5 separate regions of the Mus musculus genome follow, and all the other regions are linked to region 5. The links are chromatin contacts, called in public ChIA-PET, Hi-C, HiChIP or PLAC-seq and Micro-C maps. All regions are on one chromosome and are shown on one strand. Each heading gives the region's core, a stretch centred on a gene start, on an enhancer-like site or on the middle of the called end of the contact. The rest is flanking DNA. Distances are from core to core; before and after follow the strand shown.

Region 1 (3,016 bases), core at 389-2,888, 68 kb before region 5:
AACATCTGGAAACAAATTTCTTTTAATTGGCCTTTAGATCCTGTTAAGTATGCATATTAAGAATATGCCTCCCACTAAAAGTCAGAGACAGACCAATTTAAAATGCAGAGTATAGGACATGAAGAATGTTGTTGTGTAAAATTCATCTCCCTCCCCCTATACACATTTGCAACTCCTAAGTGCTAGTGGGAAGTGATGACTTGGTCATTCTGACACAAGTGAGTGTTTGGGAAGCCTTGCTTTGACACTCAAGTGCAACGCTGCTCACTGTGTGCTGATCTTGGCTTAGAAATGGAGGTGAGGATTAGGTCAGAATAGAGAAGAATTAGAAAGACCGAAACAGAAGAAGAGGAAGGGGAAGAGGACAGGGTCTACGGCTAGAGGAGCAGAGCATCTCTCTGCAGTCTCCCCGGCAACTCTTTCTCAAGTACACAGGAAGGACCAGGGAGGGAGCTGTGGCAGGTCCCATCAATTTGTGGCTTTCATTACTCCCTGTGTTGCTTGTCTTGTTTTCACAGTAGAGTACTTTGGGTTTAGAGAATTGAGGGAAATCAGTGTGTTGGAAAGTGAGCCCACATCTTTACTTCGCTTGAGAAGGAAACCTGAGGTATGGCGTATGGCGATTTTCCATTTTTCTTGAATTATCTCTTAGAAAGCAATTTTGAATGGTAACCGAATGATTTTTGTTTCTCCTTATATTTTTCAATTGTCCTCTTAGCCAGATCGTTTTTATTTTGCAGTTATGAGTCAGAAAACCTTATCAACATTTTTATCCTTCTATGTGAAAAGATGGTATCTACATTTAACGGCTTATCTGCATATTAGGTATCGATGTCCTGTTGTACTGTTAGTTTTGTAAAGGGTCTTGCTCTGTAGACCAAGGAGGCTTAGAACTTGCGTGACTCCCCTGAGATGACGGGTGTCTGTTACCATATGTAGCTTAACTTTTTAACTGGCCAATAAACATTGTGTATATTTGTAGTTTTATATATGATGTTTTGCTATATTTATATACTGAAGCATGGCCAAATAAAAATTTAAAAAATATGCATTGTCTCCCATAACCTTCTTTTTGTAAGAACAGAAATTCTATGTAGTAATTTTCAAGTATATAACATATTGGTAACTACAGTCATCAAGGTGTATGGTAGCTTTCCTAAACTTATTCCTCTTTCCTACTGAAATTTTGCATCTTTGACCAACATCTTTTACAAAGTTAATGTGTTTGAAAATATAAAACTAAATGTTGAGCTTATACCATAAGACACACATTTTAAAAGTTGTTTTTCAGAGTTTTGAAGCTAATGTTTATTCTACCCTTAATGATATGCATTATAGGCTTCGAAAAAAGTCACTAGAGTCTTTTAAGATATCACGTTTGCTTATTGATCAATTCTTATGTATGGGAAAGGCTTCCTTTGTCTTCCCAAAGGAGGCAAGCTGAGAACATGAGACAGGGGCTCCCTCCTGCTCAGTAGTCCCCAGCTTGGTGTAGACTGCACTCTCACTGAGCAACTGCAGCCCTTGCTTCCTGTGGTTTTCACTAGAAACTAAAGTTAATCGCTTTACCAGTTCTGAAGCTGGTCCAGCCCATTGTGGAGCGGGCCACCAATGCAGGCAATCTGCTGCCGCTTTTTCCAGTCCTGCAGCTCTTCTAGAAGCATGCTGTTCATGAGCAGGTCTGTCTCGTTCACTATCTGCGTCATCTTACTGAGTGCTTCCTGCAAACAGACAGCATGCAAAGAGATCCACAGAACACCAGGTTACAGGTCTGCTTACCAAAACACACTGCTCTGAGAGACAAAGAGTTGACTAAAATTAACCAAATATTTGATAGTGCCTTCTCAAACAATAAAGTCATTACAACTGAATAATAGCATGAGAACTGTGACCACGGCTTGGCATCCTCATGCATCCGTCTAAAGTATCCAGTGGGAACTTTTGTGTCAATATTGAATGGTGCTGTCCTAAACATGCATTTGAAGGCCATTTATAACAGTTGTCTATTTTATTTATGTGTTTTAGTGGTGTGCTGACATGTCTGTCCAGCTGATATATGTGCAGTGCCTCCCAAAGGCAGAAGAGGTGTTGGATCCCCTAGGAATGGAGTTTCAGTTGCTTGTGAGCCACGATGTGGGTTCTGGGAACGGAACCTGGGTCCTCTGGAAGATCAGCCTTTGTTGCTCTTAACTCTTAAGCCATTGCTCCAATGCCTGTTTCTAAATGAATGTGATTATCCATCTATTTGCAAAAATACTGATTAAAACTTGGTTCTTTCTGTGTTACTTTTTTTTCACACTTTGTGTTTAAGGAGGCAGAGTAAAATACAACTTTCATAAGCTTGGAAATTAGGAGACAGGAGTTTTTCTTCAGGTTTTGTGAGTTTGGACAAAGCATTTAACCTTCTTATAATTTAGTTCTCTCTCATATATATATATATATATATATATGTATATGTATATGTATATGTATATTTGTATATGTATATATATGTAGGTGTGGGGGTGTGGGTAGATGGGCTATATTATTTTCAGATTTCCTTCTCTATTTCTAATTTTGTTTCTCAAGCAAAATAAAATGGTGCATATAAAACATGAAACAGATCACCCATAAAATCCTTACATGTTAGCTTGGACTATCTGCTTATGTATACCGTTTGTGTGATTGCAATCTTACACACACCTAATTATATTTATAATCAATTTAAAGTGAAAGTAAACTTATTTGGATGCATATAAGTTTATTCACCAAAAATGATCTTTTAGAAGTGAACTACTGATTTAGCAGTTATTGGCTAAATATCAATTGCATTTACTTTTAAAGACAGGTAGAAAATTGAAATAAGCCAGGCAGTGGTGGTGCATGCCTGTAATCCCAGCACTTGGGAGGCAGAGGCAGGCAGATTTCTCAGTTCGAGGCCAGCCTGGTCTACAAAGTGAGTTCCAGGACCGCCAGAACTGCACAGAGAAACCCTGTCTTGAAAAAACAACAGAAGAAAAAAAAAAAAAGAAAATTG
Region 2 (3,324 bases), core at 569-3,068, 92 kb before region 5:
TCCTTCTCTTTACTAACAAATCCCATGATGTACCTAAAATTAGAGCAAGGGGCAAGACACAGTCTCAATTCATCATTATCGCATCCGCATTTATTTCATTCATAAGGAATAGACCTAACAAGCAACTGTACCTGGAATCTCATATTATTACATATATATATCTATAATATCATTATAAAATATTCTCTGAAGAAACAGTGAATGTATCTTTCCCATAAACATGCTTAAAAGAAAAAAAAAGAGGAAAAAGATAATTAAAACAGAAAAAGTACTCATATGAAAAACAGAGTCCACAAACTCACCCATCAATCCAGAGGGGAAGAATATGTTTTTTAATTAGGTCCAATATTGCTTCAAGCCAAGTCCAGAAGGTAAATGTTTTGCCAGGCAAATGTTCCTATGAGTAAGAAGGAGCACACATGAGCAAGGACAGTGACGAGGCAGCATCCCTAACGGAACCCACTCCAACTTTTACAAATGTTCCCTTTGAGCAGGGCAGGACTTTTTTTTTTTTTTTAAGTTATCCTCATCCAGGAAATCTTCCAAACCACTGGATCTTTAGAAATCAGCTTTCTAACATCCTAATCGACACCCCCATTGCCCTGTTTGTACCTTGCAGAACTTGGCCCAGGTGAGGTGACCATCATTGTAGTTAGACTGAACTAAAATGAAAGGAAAAAGAAACAAAACTAAATGAAACAAGAATTTTAACGCAACACCGAAATCGTTCATTCTGTGCTCGATTTAATCTCTCCCCACTCTTCTCTTGCAAGCATTTCTTTGGCCTTCCAATGGAGGCACAGTGTGTGAGTGCTTCCTAAGGTCTAATGTGCCATGCTGTGCCTAAGAAGGTCAGTATCTAATAGGAAGCTTTTCTGATGGAGGAGCCAACAATGAGCTTAGGGAGCACCATGGATGGTCGGCACTGGGCATTCGGGCAGAGGGAGAACAGAAGCTCCTCCAGGGAGGAAGCAGAGTGAGGCCAAGGCGCTGTGGGATAACATGCTGCTGGAGATGGTAAGAGCGGCCCAAGGACGGCAACCAGACATCACACAACAAAATCATGTAATTAGGTATAGCTAGATTTAAGTGGAAAAATGGACTAGAAATCATGTAGGCAATATGCAGCCACCAGCTATTTTGATCTAGCACATTGAAATCTTAAGGAAACTACATTCCTGTGGATAATTTGCTAAAGATCCTAAGAACACTATGCTAATCTATACTATTTCTGGTAACATGCTAACATAATTTTTGCGTTAGTTGCTCATTAACATTTTACAAATGTTTACTACTGTATTTATGAACTCAAGACAAAAAAAAACCTATATTAAGTAGAATTTTAAATTGTTGGAAAGGGCAGTTGTATTTGACCACCCACTGTTGAGCCAACAGGTGCACAGAAACAGGTGAAGCTAGCCAACATCACATAAACCAGACGGCAGCCACAGCTTCTGTGCAGAACAAGCGTGGGTACCATAACTGCAAATGCATACAGACTCAGCTGGAGTTAGGTGTACTAGCTTGTCAAAACCCAGCTACGGCTAAGAAATATAGGCAAAGCTTATGAAGCACAGGTGATGTCTGCAAAACCAAGAAACCGAAGCGGCCATAATGTGCAGAATCAAGTCATTGCTCGTGTTTTTAAACTTCTAGCACATTTCCTGTGCTTAGCCCATCGTGTTCTAGTTGGTTAACATTACCATAAAGGCTTCACAGCATATTCAGAGGAAGTGACTTGAGAACACCTAGAAACCAGAGGGTGAACAGAGGGGCCTCAGAGAAGCACCCGTCTGGCCCACAATGTGACTCTGCTGCCTCCTAGCTGTGCGGTGGAGCCATTGACCTCTGATGTCCTCAAATCAATAGAACACTGTTGGGCCCAGGAACATTGTGAAAAATGAAAGTAAAACAACACTTAGCCCTGTGCCTGGCAATACAACATAGGCATCCCATAAAGTGTGACAGCATCGTAATTATTAATAGTAGTAACATAACTGCTTTAAAACTCTCGAGTGCCAAAACCAGAGGAAACCCCGTCTCCCGGCTCTCACCTGTGAGCTTCTCTGCCAGCATGTTGAGCTGCTCTGAATTAAGGCCACGACCGACATAGGATGAAAATTGCCAGCTCATCACTTCCAGGAGTTGGCCCAAAGTGACAGATGGAGGGTTATTAAAGAAAACCAAGTTCTGAAATAGAGGTATGGTGATTATATATCATAACCTAACAGGGAACACTACATTCGCTATATCGCATTCCCGATTTAGATTCTGGGTCAAGTGATGTTAATAATAAATTGTTCATAAAGTTCATCTCCCCATTAGAGTACTTTTGCTCCTTGAATATAATACAACTTGGGGATCCATCTTTCCTGAGAAAATCACTTGACATCTCCTAACTTTCTCTAAACTACCAAACAACAATCATCTCATGACTAACAATGGCTGGTCACATAAACTCCCTTGAAATGATATTAATTGTAAGCATGCTAATTGGCTCACCATGAAAGAGGGCTCTGCATTCAACAAGGATCACAAGACAGGAAGAAGAGAAGTAAAAGTATTTCTAGGGACACCATTGTCTCCTTGAGAAAGGTGGCTGGGAAATGGCTAGTGAGGACAGGGTCTAGTTAAGGTGTAAGAGCTCAGAGTTTGGAGGAAGGTAGAGTTAATAAGTCAAAGTTACTCGTTTAGCTTGGTTTTGTAAGGAGACTAAGAGTCCAGTCTCTAGATCTTCAAGAGGGAACCCAGTTGCTCTGGGAGGGTGAGCATGGTGGCATGTGGTGGCCTTAGCGGGTTCCTAGAAGAATGTTGCTAAGAGATAACAGTGTGGTGCTGTGCTAGGACAGAAGACCCTACTAAGTCTTTCCCGCCACACTCTAAAGTTGAATGTACAGACATGTAGCTCTTAAAGAGAAGTGGCATTTAATGCCAGGAACCACCTCTGGCCTTAAAGTGAATTATCTAGTGGATTCTCCAGCATGAGGGGAATGTCACGACTAGGGAGCCCTCCTGGTTGCAGTTGATGTGTCTTCGATGCCAGGACATCTGGGGATAGGAATGAACAGGGCTGTGCCTTTGTCTGTGTGATTTCCTTTTAAGGAATATTGCATTAAAGGGGAAAGGCACTGAAGGTTGACCTATTTAGGGATCACTTCTTCTTATGCAGTCACCTAATGGAAAGAATTCTTCTGGTAGAAACTGATTTGAGCAAGGAAGAAAAGTTATTCACATTTAAGCTGTTTCTTCTGGAACTGAGTACTTGGCAAAATAACACACAGTTCCTCAGTTTTGTTTTCTCTGTCTTAAGAACAGAGCAAGATG
Region 3 (3,236 bases), core at 365-2,864, 74 kb after region 5:
TTCTATGCTCGCTTTTTTCAATATAACTACTGCAGCCTGTGGTAGACAACAAGTGACTCCAGAGGGCACTGAGCTACGTTTCTTTCACAAACGCTCTAAAGATACAAATTCCAGCTTTCAAAGAACTGCGTGGTGCTCCCAGAATTTATCCCAAGAGCTTTGTAGGGTTTACTTCCAAGATAGAAGGAGCAGAGGTTCTTTGTTATTAATATATTTTATATTAGCTTGAGGAAATGTGTTGTTCTTCAGTGAGGAAATAAGTTAATTATAAGGAAAAGAGGGTGTGTGGAAAGGTCCATATCCTTGAATTATAAAATTTCTCTCATTTCCCTCCCACCCCAAAGATTCCCATAACGGTATCTAAATGCATCATGTAAGAAAACTTCTTCATCTACTGCAATTAGTTATTCTCTTATCTACCAATAAGAATTTGCATATGAGCTGTGAGGTAAACTTTTAAAAACAATTTATTCGTAAAGATAGGCAGTGCCTGCTTAGAGAACCTTTCCATGGGAGAGAAGATACTTTGAAAAATATTCTCTGTGTGGAACTTTCTGCTGAAGTTAAAGACAAGATTGTTTCTGTCTTCAGCTTTAGAAGGAGCTGAAAGACTCTGTGCATGAAATAGAAGTGTAATGTTCTTAGAGTATCATGCACTACCTCAGTTCCATGTGCTTAGTAGGTGCTCATTAACTAATCATGCAAACTGCAGAATGGCTCTTGTTGTTTGGGATCATATAGGCTGTGTTTAGAACCACCGGGAACTCGGCAAAACCAAGTCTCATTTAATCCCATTACACGTGTCCATTTCTCAATTCTCCCTTCTTTCTGTGAACTCTGAAATCATGTGTTAGGAGCTGTATTTGGGAAGACAGGCTCAAACATCATAATCATCATACCTTACAAAGACAACACAAAGAGAAAATGTAAAACCAAATCAGAGGCGGGCCAATGTCCTCATGGAGTGTCTTTGTGGTTCTACCTCTGGAGACACCACGTTAGGATAGATTTGACATGAGAGGCAGGATGGGGCCTTCTCTAGGGACTCCTCTTAAACTCTGACTTAGCTCAGCTGGCTAATTGGCTTAGCCTTCCTCATCTGACAAACTCAGGTTTTAAAAACAGAACCAGAGGAGGGCCATTGGTCTGGAGTAAAGGTTATCAGGATAGTAAACAAATTCCCTAAGCCTTCTGTTGAAAAATGCTCAGTGGGGCAGACCTGGCTTTTCCTGTTCTTGGCTGCATCTGCTGTGAGCATAATAGGCTCATTTAAAGTGAAGGGTTTGCCTTGAGATCAGAGCTTAGGGTGGATTCTGTAGTGCAGTGATGATCATAGAGTCCTGCTTTCTCCCACCACTGTGCTCTCTCCTTTATTTCCAACCCATTACCAGTTTTGCCTTATAAAGTTGAATTAAAAGTGGAGGATGGTGGTTCAGTAAGTCATCTTCACTTTATTCTCTAACACTAGACAGTTCCCACTTCCTGGGTGCCTCTGTGCCAGGGAGCTGTGACTGTCTGGTTTTCTGTATTGACACAGTGCTGTAAAGTGACATAGTTGTCACTTTACAGAGCAGTGATAACTTTGTTTTGGTGAATGAAACTTCCCCGACGTGCAGAAAGAGGAAGTGGCAGACCACTCTATCTATTGTTCATGTTCCTGTTTCGCATCTGCCCTCTGAATGGTACACAGTGAGAGGAAGTCCCAGACACTGTGGTCATCACCCATCAGGTTTTAAACGTCTAGCTTGCTGGATCAGAAATTACACTTAGGACCCTCATGCTCTGATGTTACTGCATAGGCAGGGAGGGACTCACTTTTCAAGTGTGTCTACTGGTATTGCACAAGCCACTAACCTTCTCACTCATCACTGAGACGGGATCCTACAGAACAAGGACATGGAGCTAGGCCATAGCCTCGATGGCTTATCTCTCGAAGCTCCTCTAATCAGTCCTATTCCAAACTGGGTGACTAGAGCAGATTATAGAGCCATGGGGTGCAACTTCTGCTGGCCTCATTCCATGCTGTGCAGGCGGTATAAATATGGCTATAAAATCTTGAGCTGCAACTCTAGGCCACGTCACAGAGGTATGACATGACTCGTAACTGGAGCAACACTGGTCAATTAGAAGGGAGGCCGCTCTTTGTGGGAGGAGCATGTTTGGTAGTCTTTGAATTAAGAATCAGACACAATGTCAAAGGCCATGGCCCAAATTAAAAGAAGACCTTGGCACAAGGAAAGGGTGGAGAGAAACCCTCTGTTGCTCACAGAAGAGCATTCCTACAGTGTCCCATGGATTAAATGCCTACAGGGTCTGAAATGGCATAATCAAATCAATTATAATACTGTACCAAACATATAATATTGTACCATTACATAATATATGAATTATCCATTACTACATAAAATAAATTATCCTAGCTCAAAACAACAAACTTATGACATAGTTCCTGAGTATCAGTAATTAAGTGGCGCGTCTAGATGGTTCCCTCTCAGAAGGCAAGTGCTGGGTGAGGAGTCAGGCAGCCAAGGTTTTCAAGATTTGAGAGAGTTGATTTAAATGATTGCTGTCAGGAGGCTGTTAAGCCCAAGTTGCATGTACCCAAAGACCACTAAGGAGCCAATTCCAATGTAAACCATGTAACGGTCTTTATTGTGAGCAAGGTCTCTCTCACCATCATAGTGGGTCAGAGTGAGAGCCCTGAGTCTAGGGGTTCAGGATTTGTATTGCGGATACAGCAAACTTGGGGCATGCATCTATACAGGTCAGCAAGTTAATATTTTAAAAACTACATTTCTGCTGTACTCCGTAGGAACTGAAGATGAGAACGAAGCCATCGGACCACCAGGATGGATAAGTTACTTATTCTCTGCAGGATGTCTTGAGTTATCTTGACCCTGCTATTGTAGCCTCACTGGCTGTTGCTAAGGGGGATGGGTTGTCATAGGGTACTTGCTCAGGAGGACTCTGACTTTATTCCTGGAACTGGAGTTTAGCCCCTGGCCTCGAACAAAATGGAGTTTCTTTTTAAAAAAGGAATTGGTTGGGCTTTACAAGGCCTTAGTCCCTCACCCCGTGGACCTTTCCACGTGTTGACTGAGCATCCTCATGATATGATATCTGCCTTTCCCTAGAGCAAATGACTCAGTGGCAAGGCACAAGCTGCAGTGCTTCTTTATAGTACTCTTAAACACACACCCTTCCTTCTGCCAGATGCCATTCATTAGAAGGCATGA
Region 4 (3,288 bases), core at 68-2,567, 92 kb after region 5:
CACATGGCTGGGACAGTGAGCAGATGCGGGCACTCTTAGTCTGGAATATATGGCTATACCTGGCTTCTGTGTGCTCCCTCACAGTGAGAGAGAGAGAGAGAGAGAGAGAGAGAAAGAGAGAGAGAGAGAGAGAGAGAGAGAGAGAGAGAGAGAGAGCTGGGTTGGTCATACCACCAACTGTATCCCATTTGTTAGAATTCAGTCCAGCCTGTATTCAAGAGGAGGGCAATCAAATGGCACTCCTCAATGAGAGGTGTACCAAAGAATTTGTGGAGGTTCTCCATAGTTGTATATAAGCTGGAAGGAAGAAAAAAAAGCTCTCAGACTTTGTTTGTCCTGGCCTCAAAAACAAAAATTGAAAAGTAACTTACCTCACAGGTTTTTGTGAAGATTAAATAAAATTGTATCCACTACTCAAAATATGTTAGCTTAAACCATTACCATGCCGACTGAAGACCTAACTGATGCTGGTTCCGTCAATGATGCTAGAATTCCCAGCAGGTCAGTTTGTAGAGGAGGGTCTTGGTAGCCTCTGAGAAGTCCTGGGGCCTGTGCTGGAGGGACAGAGTGACTATATAAGGTTGGAAATCTTTGGTTCGCCTCCTTTCAGTGACAGTATCCAGATATAGGTCAGTGCACTTAAACCTGGCCCCATTTATGGCAATTTATTTCATTATAGGATAAAGTCGTCAGATTCATGAGTAATAATTACTGTGTCTGCCGCGCTTTTAACACCCCAGCCATGTAATCCTCACCTCACCCCATGAGTAAGTTTGATGAACACCCTTACCTCTTCCAGGAACAAGCCAGACCCAGGGTCATGTGGCTTGTCCCGAATCCCAGCGTGGTGAAGACACCTGGAGTGAGAAGCTGGGAGTCCTGAGTCTTCAGACCCTCTACCATGGCCAAGTGATTGCCAGTCATTGCTCAGTACCTAATGGTATATTCAATATGTATGTCAGTGACAGAGACAATAAAAGCCTCACATGGCAGGCCATTTTCTCTTCCATTAAATTGTCATTTTGTGATATTTTTGGGCACCCAAACTTGGACCTAGGAGGGTAGGCAATGTGGAGAAGAATATTCTCTCTGCTGAGGTTCGCGCCCAGGCTCTTGCAGCTGTTCGGCTCTGCATCTCTGGTCTGCAGTTCGCGGATCATGCAGTGGCCAAGGTGAAGGGCCAGTGCGCTTTCCTGGGTGTCCCCGCCCGCCGGGTGCTCACCGGGGGGCGCTGTGCGGCCTGCGCGCCTGGGTGAACCGCGGCCAGGGAGCGAGGGGCGCGTCCGGGCGGTGAGGTCGCCGCCCCCGCCGGGAGAGGGGAGTGGCCGCGCCGCCGCCGCGCCTCTAGCCAGCGCACTCGGAGCCCAGCCGGCGGACGCGGTGTGGGTGCACTGAACGCACGGTCGGCTGAGCGGCGCGGGATCCCCGGCAGCAACTGTGGCACAAGCCCCGCATCGGATCTGACCCGCGTTCCCCAGGCGGCGGCCAGCGAGCAGCACGCGGAGACGGAGTGGCCGAGCGGTTGCCGGGCGAGGTACGCTGCACTCCCCCGTGCCGGCTCCCTTCCCGCCCGTGCCTTTGTGCGCGCGGCCCCAGGCTCAGCCGCAGCCTGCAATCCCGGGTCATCAGCTCCCGGGGCGCTCCTGTGGGGCGCGGAGGCACTCCACCGTGAACCCACGCGCGCTCGAGGTCGTCGAGGGTGATCGCGGCCCCGTGTGGCTTCGGGGGCGGCAGGAGAGGGAAGGGGCTTACAAACTAAGTTGTTCTCTCACTTTGTGTTATTGGCTTCCTACCTACGGGCACTGGGGAACCCTGCTTCCCGCGGGCCCACTCGCATCCCCCTCCATCCCTCTGGCCCACTGGAGTTTCCCGGCCCCAGGTTCTATGGAAGGACAAGCTTATGGCTTCCTGTGGGAAGGAGAAGCGGAGGTGGAGGCGGAGGTGGAACAATGGGGCGTCCTGGGGAGTGGGGTTCAGGTGCGGTGTGCCCCGGCCGCGGCGCACCCGGAGGGGCGACCGGACCCGATGGATCGCCCTGCGAGTGCAGCTGCGCTCCGCTCCTTTGTTCCGCCACAGCGGAGGGGGCTGCCCCGGGTCCCGTTTCCTGCCCGGGATGGGATTGATTCACAGTCCCAGAGAGGCAAGGGGAAGGGGGCGGGGCTCGAATGGAAACCAGACTGGGAACGGGAGCCCTGCAGGGCGCTGGGCTGGGTGGAGCTCTGGGGAGGGGGTAATGAGAGTGCGTTGGAGTTAATTACAAACACAACCTTCTGTCTAAAGGCCTGTGGAGTTTATTTGCGGTGCTTTGTTCATACTACGGCCTAGCACTAATTGGTGCAGCAAGTTCTGTTCTTTCTTGAAGTTCTAGGCTCTGGCTATGGGAGTTTGCTGAAGGCAGATCTTGTTATTTATAACGGACGAAGAGGGCTTCTTTTGTTTTGTTTGTTTTGTTTTGAAATATTTTTCACAATGAATCAGGATATATGTGTGCATGTGTATCTGTGGATTTTATTGTGGCTCGGATAGGCTAACAAACTAAACCCCAAAGCGGGCGTGGTGGTGCACGCCTTTAATCCCAGCACTTGGGAGGCAGAGGCAGGCGGATTTCTGAGCTCAAGGCCAGCCTGGTCTACAAAGTGAGTTCCAGGACAGCCAGGGCTATACAGAGAAACCCTGTCTAAGAAGAAAACAAACAAACAAACAAACAAACAACCAAAACCAAACCAAAAACCAAAAAACTTTTTGAGACATGGTTTATTCCCTGGTTGACCTGAAACTCAGAGATACTGCCTGCTTTTGCCCTCTGAGAGCTGAGACTAAAGGTGTGCACTACCACACCCTGTTAGGTGTGTATAGAACCATTTTTGACAAAAAATAGTTTTCTCCGTTATCATACAGTTCAGTTAGGATGCTTTTCCAAGAACATTTGGGGCCTGGGAAGCACCAGGAAATCAGATTGCTAAATAAATGAGTAAGATGATGCAAGATTCTTTTTCATTGGTCCCAGAAGAAAGAAAAGACCCACCCGACACTCATTGTGGGTTTGTGTACTGGAGTCATGACTTCAAGTGTTCTGGGCTTTCCTGTGAGCCTACGGGAGTAAGAGAGAGAACCCTGCCTGACAGTGAATCTCTCTCTCTCACTGTTTTTAGGAGTAACATTGGGTGTTTGTTAAAGTGACCCAGTCCTAGATTGGAATCAAGAGTTCCAGAAGGATAAATTGACTTTGGGAGTGGGAGCAAACCTGGGGGAATCAAGCTATGGGTGTTTCTGAACAAGGTTTTCCAA
Region 5 (3,300 bases), core at 320-2,819:
AAATCACTCAGATAAGTCACTCTTGCAAACCAAGGCTGAAGCAAGGTGCAGAAGGACCCTTTTCTCCCTGGCGTACCCTAAAGAGGAAAACCTTCAGACCTCGTTTGGAGCTCAGGAAGTCCCACCCCTGGCTGAGGAGTTATTGGCAATTGATGGTTCAGGGTCTGCGTCCAATCCCACATCATCATCCATGCACATGCAGGCATCACTACGTGAATCAACCAACCAAACAAATAAACAAACAAGCAAACCAGCACATAAAGTTGAGAGGGAATAAATACCCTAGGGAGAAAAGGAGAAGATCTGGAGGGTAGCGAATGAGAGTGGATTTGATAAGTTCCTTTTAAAATTACTTTTCTAAAACTTTAAGAAATTAAAGCGAGGTTTTTTGTTGGGTTTTTTTTTGGGGGTGGGGGGGGTGGTGGTTTGTTCTGGTGTTGTCGCTGTTGTTTGGTGTTCAGACCTCCAGCGGGTGTCTTTGTTTTCACTCTCTAGGGGCTCATTGTCCTGTCTCAGGACAAGTACTTTCCATCTAAAACCTGGATGCCTGCCGGCTCCCTCCTGGTATTCCTGCATTCAGGCCCATTTCCCGGGTGCTAGCAGTGCTGTTGACTCTTTGACCTCTTTGCAAAGGGACGACCTACTTTAAGCATCACTCACACTTCTCAAAGCCACAATCACCGGCTACCCTAGCGGGATGGTGTTTCCCTGAAACCCAGATGTGCCAATCTCGGGTCAGATATCACAGCCCTCCGTTGGCTAAAGAAAATTAGGGCTGTCTTCCAGCCCTTAGCTGACACACCTCCGCAGCAGCACAGCCCCCAACCCACCCCTCCGCTTCACGGAGATGCCTCGACTTCTCCCTCCTTCAGTAAAGATCCGGAGCCAGATCTCCATTTAAGTCTTTGGAAGACTTTTTTTCTGAGTGATCTGAGTGTAATGAGTAGGACCCTTCTTTTTATAGGCATCCCTTCCTCCCCAGTCGTGTTAATACCAATTGTAGAAAGACGCCCCAAGAATCCTGCCTAGATGTTTCCTATTGTGGAGAGGCCACACGCAGATGCGGGCTGCCTGGCTTACCTGGCTCTCTCTCTCTCCGTCCAGGTAGTGGCACTGCACAAGTCCAAAGTCAGAATCGGCCTTCAGGGTCCACAGCCGCTGACGCCATTCCTCTAGGGGATTTGCATTTCTCCACCCACTTGAGGCTTTCCTGTGCGTCAGTGTTTGAGTCCCTGGGACTTTAGGCAGTTCCTATCCACTCTATTCTAGAAACGCTTTACAAAGTCAGGCTGAAGCCCCCTTGGCAGAGCACCGCCCCATCCCTAGTAGCCACTCTTACAAATGCAAATTGTCCCAAGGTGTGTAGAGTAAGAGGTACACACTGAAGGACTGGGATTCCTGTTTTCCTAGACATAACTCCATCCTTTCTAGGGAGCCAGCATCAACACACCAACCAACAGCAGGGTCTGCTGTCTTGTGAGAAGACAGGCTTACACAGGTTTGTGGCAACTCGTGTAAAAGTTCTCGGTGTATGCCCTCTCTGGCCAGCTTCCACCTTGTCTTGGTACCTGTAGTCTGTGTGCTCCCCTCTTTATGACATGGGTCTGTTCTAGAATCACAGAGCTGGGTGGAACCTCGGTTCCTTTCCGTTCTAAATTTCACTTTCTGAAGACATTGAGGACCAGGCAGGTGAACAAAGTTACTCAGAGACATAGCCACTGGACTAAGATAGACAGTCATCTCTCAGGGATCACTGACTTCCAGCGGATTCCTTTAGATATTAATGCCTTGAACAGGAAAAAAATTCTACCAGAGTTCAGCAAAATAAATCAGACTGGTGGAAAGCAATGGGCAGACTGGATACACATGTGTCTAGGGTAGTATACCTAGGCAAAAGCCTGTATCATATCAATGACCAGCCATCACACAGGTGTGCCACCTGGATTCTTCTCTCCCAAGTGACAACTAAGCCATTCACACCCTACCCAGGAAACTTTTCTCCCTCTCAGGAGCTGAGGCTGTGACTCAGACAAGTCTGGGCACTGTCATTTTTCACTCCTGATGTTCCCCCCACTGCATCTTCTCACCAGGTACCCCCCCCATGCCACCCCACACACAGTGAAATCCTAGACTTTGTGAAGATGTAACAATGCCCCCAAACCCACAGTAGGTTTTTGTTTGTTTGTTTACGCTGAATTTCTTTACTCTTCTTGACCAGCTGTCTGGGAGAAACAGAACACACTCCTTGCATTTTCTGATCCCCCTCATGTTCTTAATCTCTGTCTCTCCCCCCTCCCTTTCGATTTGTGTGTGGATATAGGCATATGTTCAGAGCATGTGTGAGTGCTGGCATGCCATAGATCCCAAGTAGAGATCAGAGAACAATATCCAGTGTTGCCCCTGCCTCCAACCCTGTTTGAGACATGGTCTCCTGTTGACACTGAGTTAGCCAGCCTGGACTGCCTGGAAGCTTCTGGGGGTTCCCGTGTCTCCCATCTTGCCATGGCACCATCACAGCTGGCTTTACATGAATCATGGAGATCCACATTCATGTCCTCTTACCCGAGTGTAAGTGCTTGACTCACTGCACCATCTCCCTAGTCCCAGACACATTTAAAGTGGAAAAAAAAAATGGGTGAAATCAGCACAAGTAACCTAATATCTACAAAATAATAATACTTCATTTAAATTATAATAAAACATTAAATTATAATAAAACATTTAAATTGCTACCTAAGATCCTTTGTATTCCTTCCTATTGAACACCTAGATTCTGCAGTGTAAGTGGATTTCTTTCCAGTGTCTAAAGCCCTGGTGGCTGCCATTCTGGACAGCTTAGGTGGAGACCACTACTCGCCACTTTTACTTCCTGCCTTAGAGTGTTAATCACATTGGCTTTTTGTGTCTTTATCGCTACATTTAACTGTTCAGGTACATGTACAAAAATGGGTATGCTCTCTTTCTCTTTGAGACACTTCTAGATCTCTGCTTTTTAAAACTTGTTGAGGACCCCCATATTTGTGTATTATAGTTTTGCAGCTATTCACTCTATGAAAATTCAGATCTGAGATAAGCTATTCATGCTTCCAATAATATGCCCATTATATGTTAGAATGAACATGCTTTGTAAACAACAAAAATGTCTTCCAGCAAAAAAGTAGAGTGAGAAAAGTGGCTTTAGGGTTTGTTTTGAGACAGAGTCTCAAGTAGCCCAGGCTAGCCTCAAACTCACTGTATAATATGACCTTGAACTCCTGATCCTTCTGCTGGGATTACAGGCCTACACTACCTCTCTAGACC

The links. Hi-C and Micro-C count contacts between places; a contact is called where the count stands out from the background. ChIA-PET counts read pairs in DNA pulled down with a chosen protein or histone mark. HiChIP or PLAC-seq counts read pairs in DNA pulled down with a chosen protein or histone mark.
Region 1: an H3K27ac HiChIP or PLAC-seq map of the HPC-7 cell line shows a contact between it and region 5, with 6 times the contacts expected there. The contact joins the enhancer-like site here to the promoter of Stat4 in region 5. A contact is called at or near these places in 3 of 39 promoter capture datasets (embryonic stem cells and macrophages), 5 of 15 datasets of contacts at CTCF or cohesin (CD8 T cells, the NIH/3T3 cell line, large pre-B cells and 2 more), 98 of 484 Hi-C or Micro-C datasets (the 3T3-L1 cell line, the AML12 cell line, B cells and 55 more), 31 of 115 datasets of contacts at active chromatin or transcription factors (the 230-238 cell line, CD8 T cells, DN3 thymocytes and 18 more) and 4 of 9 other capture datasets (adipose tissue, liver, macrophages and 1 more).
Region 2: a Hi-C map of effector CD8 T cells shows a contact between it and region 5, with 4 times the contacts expected there. The contact joins the enhancer-like site here to the promoter of Stat4 in region 5. A contact is called at or near these places in 23 of 39 promoter capture datasets (the 3T3-L1 cell line, 3T3-L1-derived adipocytes, the C10 cell line and 14 more), 11 of 15 datasets of contacts at CTCF or cohesin (CD8 T cells, the G1E-ER4 cell line, the NIH/3T3 cell line and 5 more), 321 of 484 Hi-C or Micro-C datasets (2-cell-like embryonic stem cells, the 3T3-L1 cell line, 3T3-L1-derived adipocytes and 155 more), 55 of 115 datasets of contacts at active chromatin or transcription factors (the 230-238 cell line, CD4 T cells, CD4 single positive thymocytes and 34 more) and 6 of 9 other capture datasets (adipose tissue, embryonic stem cells, embryonic tail and 3 more).
Region 3: an RNA polymerase II ChIA-PET map of memory CD8 T cells shows a contact between it and region 5, with 159 read pairs. The contact joins the enhancer-like site here to the promoter of Stat4 in region 5. A contact is called at or near these places in 4 of 39 promoter capture datasets (hippocampal neurons, macrophages, pre-B cells and 1 more), 37 of 484 Hi-C or Micro-C datasets (the AtT-20 cell line, B cells, CD8 T cells and 30 more) and 7 of 115 datasets of contacts at active chromatin or transcription factors (a beta-TC-6 cell line, bone marrow-derived dendritic cells, effector CD8 T cells and 3 more).
Region 4: a Micro-C map of embryonic stem cells shows a contact between it and region 5, with 3 times the contacts expected there. The contact joins the promoter of Myo1b here to the promoter of Stat4 in region 5. A contact is called at or near these places in 3 of 484 Hi-C or Micro-C datasets (Sertoli cells, embryonic stem cells and stem cell-derived neural progenitor cells), 3 of 115 datasets of contacts at active chromatin or transcription factors (bone marrow-derived macrophages, embryonic stem cells and neural progenitor cells) and 1 of 9 other capture datasets (liver).

Annotation. Positions count from the first base shown.
Region 1 is chr1:52,075,238-52,078,253 of GRCm38.p6, reverse strand. It overlaps Stat4 (signal transducer and activator of transcription 4), which reads right to left. Exons shown (of 24, transcript NM_011487.5): 8 at 1,570-1,721. Among named protein-coding and RNA genes, the nearest start is that of Gm31812, 37 kb to the left of the region's middle. Within about 2 kb of position 1,638, at least 17 of the 459 cell types and tissues checked have an H3K27ac peak or open chromatin away from gene starts, as enhancers often do. A contact at or near this core is called in CD8 T cells, the HPC-7 cell line, Th2 cells and 5 more, where this site is marked.
Region 2 is chr1:52,099,190-52,102,513 of GRCm38.p6, reverse strand. It overlaps Stat4 (signal transducer and activator of transcription 4), which reads right to left. Exons shown (of 24, transcript NM_011487.5): 17 at 2,055-2,190; 18 at 613-662; 19 at 303-397; 20 at 1-33. Among named protein-coding and RNA genes, the nearest start is that of Gm31812, 13 kb to the left of the region's middle. Within about 2 kb of position 1,818, at least 45 of the 459 cell types and tissues checked have an H3K27ac peak or open chromatin away from gene starts, as enhancers often do. A contact at or near this core is called in B-cell progenitors, CD8 T cells, CD8 central memory T cells and 16 more, where this site is marked.
Region 3 is chr1:51,933,104-51,936,339 of GRCm38.p6, reverse strand. No RefSeq gene overlaps it. Among named protein-coding and RNA genes, the nearest start is that of Gm33795, 19 kb to the right of the region's middle. Within about 2 kb of position 1,614, at least 117 of the 459 cell types and tissues checked have an H3K27ac peak or open chromatin away from gene starts, as enhancers often do. A contact at or near this core is called in B cells, CD8 T cells, the HPC-7 cell line and 13 more, where this site is marked.
Region 4 is chr1:51,914,007-51,917,294 of GRCm38.p6, reverse strand. It overlaps Myo1b (myosin IB), which reads left to right and starts at 1,317. Exons shown (of 31, transcript NM_001161817.2): 1 at 1,317-1,534. Gm33795 (a long non-coding RNA gene) reads right to left here and starts at 1,133. Exons shown (of 3, transcript XR_001778914.2): 1 at 791-1,133; 2 at 372-554; 3 at 1-297.
Region 5 is chr1:52,006,509-52,009,808 of GRCm38.p6, reverse strand. It overlaps Stat4 (signal transducer and activator of transcription 4), which reads right to left and starts at 1,569. Exons shown (of 24, transcript NM_011487.5): 1 at 1,081-1,569.